Regions from separate parts of the Hordeum vulgare genome. Here region 1 is linked to region 2. Evidence: chromatin contacts called from public Hi-C data. All regions are on one chromosome and are shown on one strand. The core of a region is the stretch at or near the end of the contact, and the rest is flanking DNA. Distances in the headings are between cores, read along the strand shown. Region 1 holds the start of LOC123406045 (kinesin-like protein KIN-7C). Region 2 holds the start of LOC123406222 (hsp70-Hsp90 organizing protein).

Region 1 (4,810 bases), core at 1,942-4,441, 830 kb after region 2:
CAAAACAGACTAGAGTTTTCAATGCATTGTACCTTTCTGATTTGGTTGTCCTTTTCCTTCACCTGTGCTTCCAGACTAGAGTTTGATGAAACTGGATGCCGCAACTCACTCTCCAGTCTAGCAACTTCCTTTTGCAAATGCTTAACTAGTGTTTTATCAGACATGACCACATTAACCTGAGCATTTGTAACTACGTCCTTTGCACAACTCCCGAAAAACAGTGTATTTCTTGATTGCTCAATGTGACTTGTCGCAGGGCTGAGTGTACAAATAATCGCAGTTCTTGCATTGCCTCCCAAAGAAGGTTGTAATATCCGTGTAAGCTTGGAATCTCTATACGGTATGTGTGCATTGCTACCCATGCTGAATAACGAAAAAAAAACTGAAATGTCAGTAGCTAACAAAATAATCCCATGACTACATAAGTAATCACTCTTATAATGTGAAGAATCAAAGCAAAGTAACGATGTGAGCTGAATTTGCTACCTTAGCTTCCTAATGACGGTGCCAAGGGAAAGCAAACTTTTATTAATGTGGCAACCTTCTTTCAGCCTTGTGCCAGCTGACATAGCCTGAGATGCACGCTCACTTCCTGCCAGATCAACAAAGTTCTGCATGGGAAGAATAGCGCTGCTTACAGTTTTTCTCCAAATTGTATAAACTAAACAAACTGTGGTGTCTTCCTTACCACACTAGCCACAAGGGTAGTTGACTTGTCCTTTCCTAAGAATTCACGAGCAGAACTTTCAACAGTCTGAATTGGTTGATGAAAATTAAACGGTCAGCAAACATGCACACGTCTATGACAAATGGGCCACATATACATCAAATACATATTTCGTAAATATAATCAAGTTAAGGACAGACCAATTTAAGTATTTGATGGGATCTGGAGCTTTTTTCATTTAAGAAGGTCTCCCCGGTTCTCCTTTGAGCTATTACAATCACGTAAAGCACAAATGAGAACATACAATAACCATAATTTCCACAAAATGGAAGCTGCTATTAGTAAGCAATATTAAACCTTCGCAAACAGAAATAAGTCCCTTGAGGTGGTTCCAGTCCCTTAATATAACCTCCATAAGATTCTCCACGTAGGTGCCTTTCTGTAGAATAAACAACAATAAACCGGTTAGCAAACATGAGCATAACATTACTCAAAGTTAACAATGCTGAGAAGGAGCACCTTATTACCTCTGCATCATCCCAAAGTCTAAGAGGAGTATTTTCTGCACTCAGAAGATCCCTAACAACTTCATTATATATTTCAATTGCTGAGAACTTCAACACAAATGCTCTCTCCTCATGCTGAAAAAGAAACACTGATTTGAGGACTTTGTAACAATCGAGACCAAAACCTGGCCATGGAAGCTATGGTTGGTAGGGAGTTGATCACCTTGTTAATATAATCATATATATCTGCTACTGTGCACTCTGTCACTCCAGTCATAGTATATGTTTTCCCACTACTTGTTTGCCCATACGCGAAAACACTTGCTGAGAGAGAAGACACACTCTGATTTAGTTCAAACGCTATGATGTTTCACAATTTTGGACTCATAAGCTTTTGTGCAGTTTGCACTCACAGTTAATGCCACCAACTACAGAGAGGGCAACTTCCTTGACCCCTTCCTGGTAGACTTCTTTCGTACTGCACTCAGAATGAAATACCCTGTCTGCAAATACAAGAGATTTATGTTTAACAAGGATGCACACTAGGAAAATGGAACCAAACTATACGAGTATTACCAACTAATAACCCCAACTCACCTGAGATCCCTACATAGCAATTGAGCAATTGAGCACATTGAAATGATTTAAACAATAAGTCAACAATAGATAAAGGCATGATCACTATGCAGTAATAATATACACATCAAGTATACATGAAATTGTGTAGGGAAATATGATGTTTGAGTGTTGCTTCTGAGAGCCGTTGTAGTACTCTACATCAGGTGTTATGAAAATGCTCCCAAAAAACAGTACTAAAACTAATTAAGCATACTGAAGACCAGCGCAATGAAAAACCACAAAAGATGTAAGCATGAGAAGAGAAGAACACAGTGCACTGACCAAATGTGTATGCGGTTGGAGCTGTGGGTCGATCCGGGAAGGTACTCCGAAACATGATGGTGGTGTCATTGATGCACTCCCACTCCGCAGGCTCACCCCTTGCAATCTCCTTGTCACTCAGAGGTCTCACCCTCACCAAGACCTGTATCCTATCCAGGCTTCCTGCGCCACTTCCACCGCCGTTCACCACCTCAGCTCCATTCATCTTGTCCCACTGCACGGATTCGTCGCCTCCAATCGCCCCCATTCGCTCCCACACTTACCTGCCCCCTCCTTCACCTCTCCCTACACCGTCTGCCAGAAATGCAGCATTATAAGACCACAGCCAAGAAGCAAGGCACATATGATACGTACAGGAATAAAGAAGAAGCAGACAAGAAGGCAACACGGCAGGACGCACGAATCTGTCCTATCCCAGTGGATTTGAGTGCCGGGCAAGGCTGTTGACGAGCTCGCTGCTGCTGCGGGTGGAGGAGAAGGCAAGCATTTTTATGTGGACCCTTCGCTAGCAGTAATTACGCGCATCATCAGGATTCAGGACAGTGGTTAGCATGTCCGATGGCCGGGCACCACCGGAGAACCACCGATTATCCCAAATCTATGGCGCCCCTGTCACGCTAACCATCCTCCTTCCCGAGGAATTCGTAGTTATTAGCAGATCTGCGCGAAGCAATCGCCTGACCTAAGCACTCCCTAACAACCGAAAACAGTAGCCCTGGCAGGCTCACATCGACGTCGCCACCAACCAGCCGCAACAGCAGCTCTCCTCCCCTCTCCTCTGGTGACCAATAATGCTCAAGCAATAACATAATAAAGGAAAAGCGGGTAAGTTACTATACCAAGGCTTGGCGAAGACGGGCGGCTCCGGAGGGCGAGGAAGCGACGTTTCTCCGGACGGCGGCGGCGGCCATGGCTGGGGCGATTTCAGGTGGGGGATTCGCGGGGAAGTGGGGGGTTTTGGAGTCGGGGGGCTGGGAGTGGCGCCGGCCTCACCGCGTGCGACTGCTCCCCACGACGATCGATTTGGGGGGAGAGAAGGGTCAGGAGTGTAAGAGACGGTGGCTCGATCTTTTTTTTCCTTTCCTTTTTTTCTTTTTCTTTCTGCCAACCCCAGGAGACCGTTGCTTGGATTCCTCTGTCTCCTCTTTCGCAGGGCTCGTTTTCAATGATCTTGCTTAGTGGGCGCTTTTGCATGCAGGCCCTTTACGTTCTATATTGTTTCAGTTAAGTGCTTTTCACGTACTCACAAGTTTTGTACGCCCGTGCTGATGCTGGCATCGTATTGTACGAATAAGTGGCTACTGGTGGCGAGATCGATCCGAAATGTGATGACAATGTAGTGCTGGTTCACCTGCACCAAGTCCAAGAGTAATGAATCACTCGGATGGTAATATGGTATGCTTGGCGAAATCTGAGCGCACACAGAACCGGATACGTACGAGGGAAGGGACAAGGGATGCCGGGGAAGTAAAGAACGGAACATCCATGGTATACGTGCCGTGTATTTATCTCGGCAAGTTAATGCGGCGTGGAAATTTCGTGCGGGGGGCAGACGGACAGTGCGACGAGCAAATTCAAATGCTTGGCCGTTCGACGGAGTAGTAGTAGTGAGCGGTGGACCGCTTCTGAAGGTGTGGCTTCTTCGGTGGCCGGTGAATATCGGAGAACTGCTCACCACTAACGTGTATTGGTCGAGAACGTGCAGCTCCGGCTCCGGCTCCGGCCGACACCACCTCAACAACGGCTATAATTTGGCCTCTCGTTATTTTAAACGCGATCGGTTTACTCTAGACAATGGTTGATGTATTACTATATGGTGCCTTCTTCTTTTTATTGCGGGAATATCGGAAGTCAACTTTATCCATTTGTTAAGGTTTGTCCAAAATATTGTTCTTTTTCTTGGAAGTTTCTTCCCGCCATAAAATAAAATGAAAAACCGTGTCGGCAGTGCATACTTTTATGGAGTCAACTTATCCATTCGTCCCCCCTTGAATAATGAGAATATTATTTCCCTCGTAAAAGAACTTTTCCATTTATTAAGGTAAGTCGAAAATTAGTTTATTTTAACGACATACAAAAAGCTCATCCTTTTTGTTAATCCGATTATACTTCACTAGTAAAATTTCCCTCGTAGTGTATATAAATAAATACAATAAATGATTAGAATTGCCTTCAAGATTAAAGCTCATTTCCCCCTCATACATATGGGTGTGTTTGGATATTAAATGGATGCCCACCGGGCCACTCAAAATCAAGCCACCTCGACAGTTTGCGCTCCCTCAAATCCAGCCATATGCGGGGGAGAAAAGTGGTTGACCAAATTATCCGTCATGTTATCGTTAATAGGCAGTCCCAACACAAAATCCCCATCCCGCGATTTTTCCTGCCGGACCCTCCCCTTCTCACTTTGTTTCCCACCTTAGCGACACATTTCGTGTTGGAGCCCGCTCCTAAAAAAACAGATGATGTCGATCTCATCTTAGCCATGACAGCCTCTCTCCTTTAAACCATACTTCGCGCTCTGTTTTGATCCCCTTCCTCCGTGTTGGTGTTGATGTGCCACCGCCATCAAGGGGGACGATGCTTGCTTCACCCATGACTCCCCTGTCTCGTGATCCGTTGCCACATTGTAACATATAATTGAATGTCATGCGGTACCACAAAACAAAAATATAATGTATGTTGTTGGACATGATGGGCTTGTCCATTAGCGGTAGACCCATGGACGTGCATTTCA
Region 2 (5,333 bases), core at 385-2,884:
TCGTGTTCCCCGCGAGATCCACCCGGACACCACCGCGTCGGCTTTCCCCTCTCGGACGCCCACGAACACCAAGTTGCAGTCCTCTTCCTTGTGCTTGGTGTGGAAGGGGAAGAGGCGCTCGCGGGAGCGGAGGAGGCGGCTACCTACGGGGAGGACATGGCCGCCTTGGTCCCCGATGCGGCGGGCTGGAGGAGAGGAGGAGCATGAAGAAAAAGCTTTTTTAGGGGGGACGAAGAAGAAGAAGCTTTTTTTGCAGGTAACTTGGAGAGCTTTATTTCATATGAATGTCAACCCAGGACTGTCCGCCAAGAGACTGGTCACAAGGAAGCTAGGGGTTATATCGAGCTAGCTGTCGGTCACATTCAAAGTGCAAGCATGTTTTACACAAAGATGAGCTAGAATATTAGCTGATCTATTAACATGAAGTAAGCTAAATGAAGAGAAAATGTTATTGAGCTCTCCTATTTCTAGAAGGATAGGAGCCACAGTTTGAGTGAGAATTGTGACGAGTGTTTCAGAGTTTAACCAACTCTAGGCAATCCACTTCCATGGACACATGAGAGAAACCCCTAAGAGAAACGAAGCGGACACCATCCCGCAACGCGAAGGGTTAAGCGATCAGGGGATTTGAGACCCCCATGTATGGTTTGCACCAAGCTTCTAGAAGGCTTGTCGATGAACTGCAACCCCTCCTGCACCGCCCCTTGCTTCACTACCCGCGCCCACACTTGGAGTCGGGAAAACTTAAGTTCGTCCGTCCTCATGCATTCATTGAACTCCGCAAGAACCACGACATGCTTGTTTATATGCCATGGCGATCCGTTCCAAACGCGATCTCTGTCGCGCTGGGTCTCAAATTCAGCTACGAACGTGTTTGATCTAACTGATTTGAACTTCAGTCCACGTGGGTCCCCATGCTGGACGGAGGGCATTGGTGATGGTCTGGATATGAAATAGGCTTCGGTGAAGGATTTTACCAGCTAGTAACCATCTGGTAGATTTTCCTTCGACGCGATCGTCGATCACCAGAGGGGTGGCATGTTTCTCAAAGATGTCCAACTTGCCTAGAGTTTCCTCTAGTTTCTTCCTCGCGTCTCGACCCTCCCTTGCACTGTTCCCTGCTTCCACATCGACGACATTGGGGGCAGTCATCGACGATCCCTTGCAGCGGACAACGCTCGCCCCGGCGAGAAAGCGGTACCACAGTCAAAACCCTAAATCGCCTACGGCGCCGCGAGAAGTTTAGGGTTTTGGTGTTCCTATGTTTATTACAATCTTGTATCATCCATGTAACAGATGAATTATTCTACTCCAAGAAGTCAGCGTAACGATGTTGACGTACCCCACGAAGAATAAGAAGCTGACTGTGGCCTCCTGCTGATGTGGTGAGTGCAGTACGCTGTTGTGTACATCCTGCGTACGCGAATACATAGGCCAGGACCGGTGTTACAAGTTCGAGGACCGTATTGTCGCTGTATTGGCAAGTTTTTTTTTTTGCTACGAGCTGTATTGGCAAGTTGCAGGACCGTCTTGGGGCACTTTGTGACTTCAAGGACCGTTGTGGACATTGCCACCAAGTTGAAGGACCAACGGTGCATTTTATTCCCGTGGGAAGGTTCCGGAACCCTTGAGCGAGCTCGGCCCGGCCCCGGTTTTTAGAAAACTCTGCTGCTGCTGCTCCGCCTTAATCCCCATCTAACCCCAGGATTTGTCCTCCTCCACCCAGCCGCCAAGCCTTCTCGAAGCTTCCCCGGCCCGCCCCCGATCCGATCGGACCGCCTGCCATGGCCGACGAGGCGAAGGCCAAAGGTAATGCGGCCTTCTCGGCCGGCCGCTTCGAGGAGGCGGCGGGGCACTTCTCCGACGCCATCGCGCTCGCCCCGGCCAACCACGTGCTCTACTCCAACCGCTCGGCGGCGCTCGCCTCGATCCACCGCTACTCCGACGCGCTCGCCGACGCCGAGAAGACCGTCGAGCTCAAGCCCGACTGGGCCAAGGGCTACTCGCGCCTCGGCGCCGCACACCTCGGCCTCGGCGACGCGGCCAGCGCCGCCGCCGCCTACGAGAAGGGCCTCGCCCTCGATCCCAGCAACGAGGGCCTCAAGGCCGGCCTCGCTGACGCCAAGAAGGCTGCGGCCGCCCCGCCGCGGCGCCCGCCTTCTGGCGGCGCCGACGCGATCGGCCAGATGTTCCAGGGCCCCGAGCTCTGGACCAAGATCGCTTCCGACCCCGCTACGCGCGCCTACCTCGACCAGCCGGATTTCATGCAGATGCTGCGGGACGTGCAGCGGGATCCCAGCAGTCTCAACATGTTCCTATCCGACCCGCGCATGATGCAGGTGCTCAGCCTCATGCTTAACATCAAGATCCAGACGCCCCAGGACTCCGATTTTCCGCAGTCCTCCTCGCCGTCGCAGCCACCACCGCAGCAGCAGAGGCAACAGCCCGAGACAAAGGCGAGGGAGATGGAGCCTGAGCCACAGCCGGAGCCCATGGAGGTGTCTGATGAGGACAAGGAGAAGAAGGAGAGGAAAGCTGCTGCTCTGAAGGAGAAGGAGGCAGGGAATGCATCGTACAAGAAGAAGGACTTCGAGACGGCGATCCAGCATTACACAAAGGCCATGGAACTTGATGACGAGGACATCTCCTACCTCACTAACCGAGCAGCGGTGTACATCGAAATGGGGAAGGTGAGGTTTATTGTACAGATTCCATGCCTTATTAAAAGCTAATATGAGGATCTGATCTTCAGTTCACACCTGCTGTTTGTATATGATTGGTTGCTATAAGCATTGGAGTACCGTAGCAGTAGTTTTGACTATCGGGCAATTAGGTCATGGTGCTTGCTGCATATATGGCGACTAGCAATTGTGAGGCTTAGAGGTTTGATTGATGTGGTAAACTGATCAACATCAAGGCAAGATGGTCTGGTTTCTAGGTATTAAGGTACAAAGGGGTTTTGGGGACTAATAATAGTACAATTGAACAAGGCCTTAAACTTACCATAACTTATTGGTACTGATAGTGTTAGGAAAATAAGGTGAATTAAATTTTGTCAGCTTGGTCTCTCCTGGGCTGTGAATAATTGATGGTCGCAGTTCTTCTTTACCGAAATTTTCTAATTGCTTCTATATCATGGTTTAGAACCTTAATTAAGTAGATATCTCAGAAGTGTGCCGCATGATACTGTCTTGGTAACCAAGTAATGCTTCCAAGTCTTACCACACTTTTCTTGCCACACTTCTAGCAAAGCTTGGCAAGAATATTTGGGATTGTCTGGGTCAAAATTATTTGCCACAACCATGTTGGGGCAAAGTGTGGTTTGCAAATTCAGTCCCACACTTGTGGCAACTTGTAACAGAAAATCTGAATCTATGATTTTTGTGTCATGTGGATAATTAAGGGTGTTAAAGCAGCAACTGTGGAGCGCCTGAACAAAATATATTTGGGATTGTCTGGGAACCAAATAGCTCCATAGTCTACTACAGGTAGTTCTGTTCTACAATGCATACTGGTATGGCTTAGGCGGTCTTTGACGCCTGCCGCTTGATGGAGCTGTGAATGTAATACAAATTAACATTGTACAGGTGCCATACTAATAGAAATTTTCTGTTTCCATTTTGAATATAATGACACACCCTTGCGCTTTGAATCTGGGTAGAGTGTTAAGGTGGTGTGGCATGCCACAATTGTATGGCAGAAAACCATACAGTTGCAAAATCTTTGACAGTATCTGGCTACTGTATATCCATAAAAGTTGCAAAGTGAACACCAAATATAGATATGACCCTTGCAGGGAAAGCTGCAATTTCTTAATATCAATCTGTGAAGGATTTCTACAATGTAGTGATGGAAAAGATTCTTAGAAGCACCTCAGTGCTCTTGGATGTGTTTTGCCTTAACATGCCATTTTTGTTTACTTTGAGGAGTAAGAGCCTAGTGTTATGATTAGAGATTTATGACCATCCATAGAGCTGATTAGTGTACTTAGATCATGCTTAGGACCCTCTCCTTATTCTCTGCAACTAAAGATAGCCTGGTAATATATGTTATTTCTTGTTTATTGGAGTCTTATCATTTCCTGTCTCCAGTTTGATGAGTGCATTGCGGACTGTGATAAAGCTGTGGAGAGGGGAAGGGAACTTCGTGCTGATTTCAAGATGGTTGCTAGGGCACTAACAAGAAAAGGAACTGCTCTGGCCAAACTTGCTAAGAACTCCAAGGACTATGATATTGCCATTGAGACTTTCCAGAAGGCTCTAACTGAGCACCGGAATCCAGACACTCTTAAAAGGTTAAATGAGGCTGAGAAGGCAAAGAAAGATTTGGAGCAACAAGAGTATTATGACCCAAAGATAGCTGATGAGGAGAGGGAGAAAGGTAAGGGTGGCATTGTGTTGTCTTCTTTAGTCTCCCGCACTCCTTTTATCTTCTTCTGGTAGTATCAGTTACAGATTTGTCTTTCGTGTTGTTTTTTATGCTCATGGCAGGCTTCCTTATCTGATGGTTTTATAGGTAATGAGATGTTCAAGCAGCAGAAGTATCCAGAAGCAATAAAGCATTACAATGAGGCTATCAGGAGGAACCCGAAGGATGCTAGGGTAAACTTTTTCAGTCCCTATCTGTTATTTTTCTTTTTAGTAGGTTAAGTGTAGATGCGATGGAAAAGTTTATTTCATTGTTTTGATATATGGAACCTCTTGGACCGTGTGATGATAGAAAAATCTTGGTGGTTGCAAGTTTTGCAACTTCTACAACCGATGGAACTCAGCAGATTGTAGAGCACTGAAATATGTATGTTTGCTTTGAAGTATGCTGTTTTTCGAAGCAATTGGCACTTTGATCTTATGCCCTTTTTTTTAAATTGCACCTGAACTCGATCCTTCAAATGAACTCTCAGCTGCTCCCCATGTATGTTGCGTATTGTCTATCACTTTACATATGTTTGTTACAGTCCGAAACTGAGTTACCACTTTACCTGCAGGTATACAGCAATAGAGCTGCATGCTATACCAAGCTGGGAGCCATGCCTGAAGGTCTTAAAGACGCAGAGAAGTGTATTGAGCTAGACCCAACCTTCTCCAAAGGGTATACAAGGAAGGGTGCAGTTCAGTTTTTTATGAAGGAATATGAGAAGGCAATGGAAACTTACCAGGCTGGGTTAAAGCTTGACCCTAATAACCAGGAACTGCTTGATGGCATAAGGAGGTAATGAAGTTACGCCATGCAACCATTTAGTCTAGCCACATGATATGCATAAACAAACTTTTAACTGCTGTTGGCTTTTGCAGGTGTGTTCAGCAGATCAACAAGGCCAACAGGGGTGACATAAG

The links. A called contact is a pair of places that touch in the nucleus more often than the background predicts.
Region 1: a contact with region 2 is called in a Hi-C map of seedling, with 4 times the contacts expected there. The contact joins the promoter of LOC123406045 here to the promoter of LOC123406222 in region 2. A contact is called at or near these places in 1 of 6 Hi-C or Micro-C datasets (seedling) and 1 of 1 datasets of contacts at active chromatin or transcription factors (embryo).

What each region holds. Positions count from the first base shown.
Region 1 is chr6H:398,938,507-398,943,316 of MorexV3_pseudomolecules_assembly, forward strand. LOC123406045 (kinesin-like protein KIN-7C) reads right to left here and starts at 3,192. Exons shown (of 14, transcript XM_045099544.1): 1 at 2,913-3,192; 2 at 2,074-2,367; 3 at 1,587-1,676; 4 at 1,397-1,497; 5 at 1,195-1,308; 6 at 1,025-1,106; 7 at 868-935; 8 at 689-754; 9 at 487-611; 10 at 33-363. The coding sequence starts at 2,320.
Region 2 is chr6H:398,107,835-398,113,167 of MorexV3_pseudomolecules_assembly, forward strand. LOC123406222 (hsp70-Hsp90 organizing protein) reads left to right here and starts at 1,635. Exons shown (of 7, transcript XM_045099710.1): 1 at 1,635-2,690; 2 at 4,092-4,380; 3 at 4,516-4,601; 4 at 4,985-5,208; 5 at 5,292-5,333. The coding sequence starts at 1,785.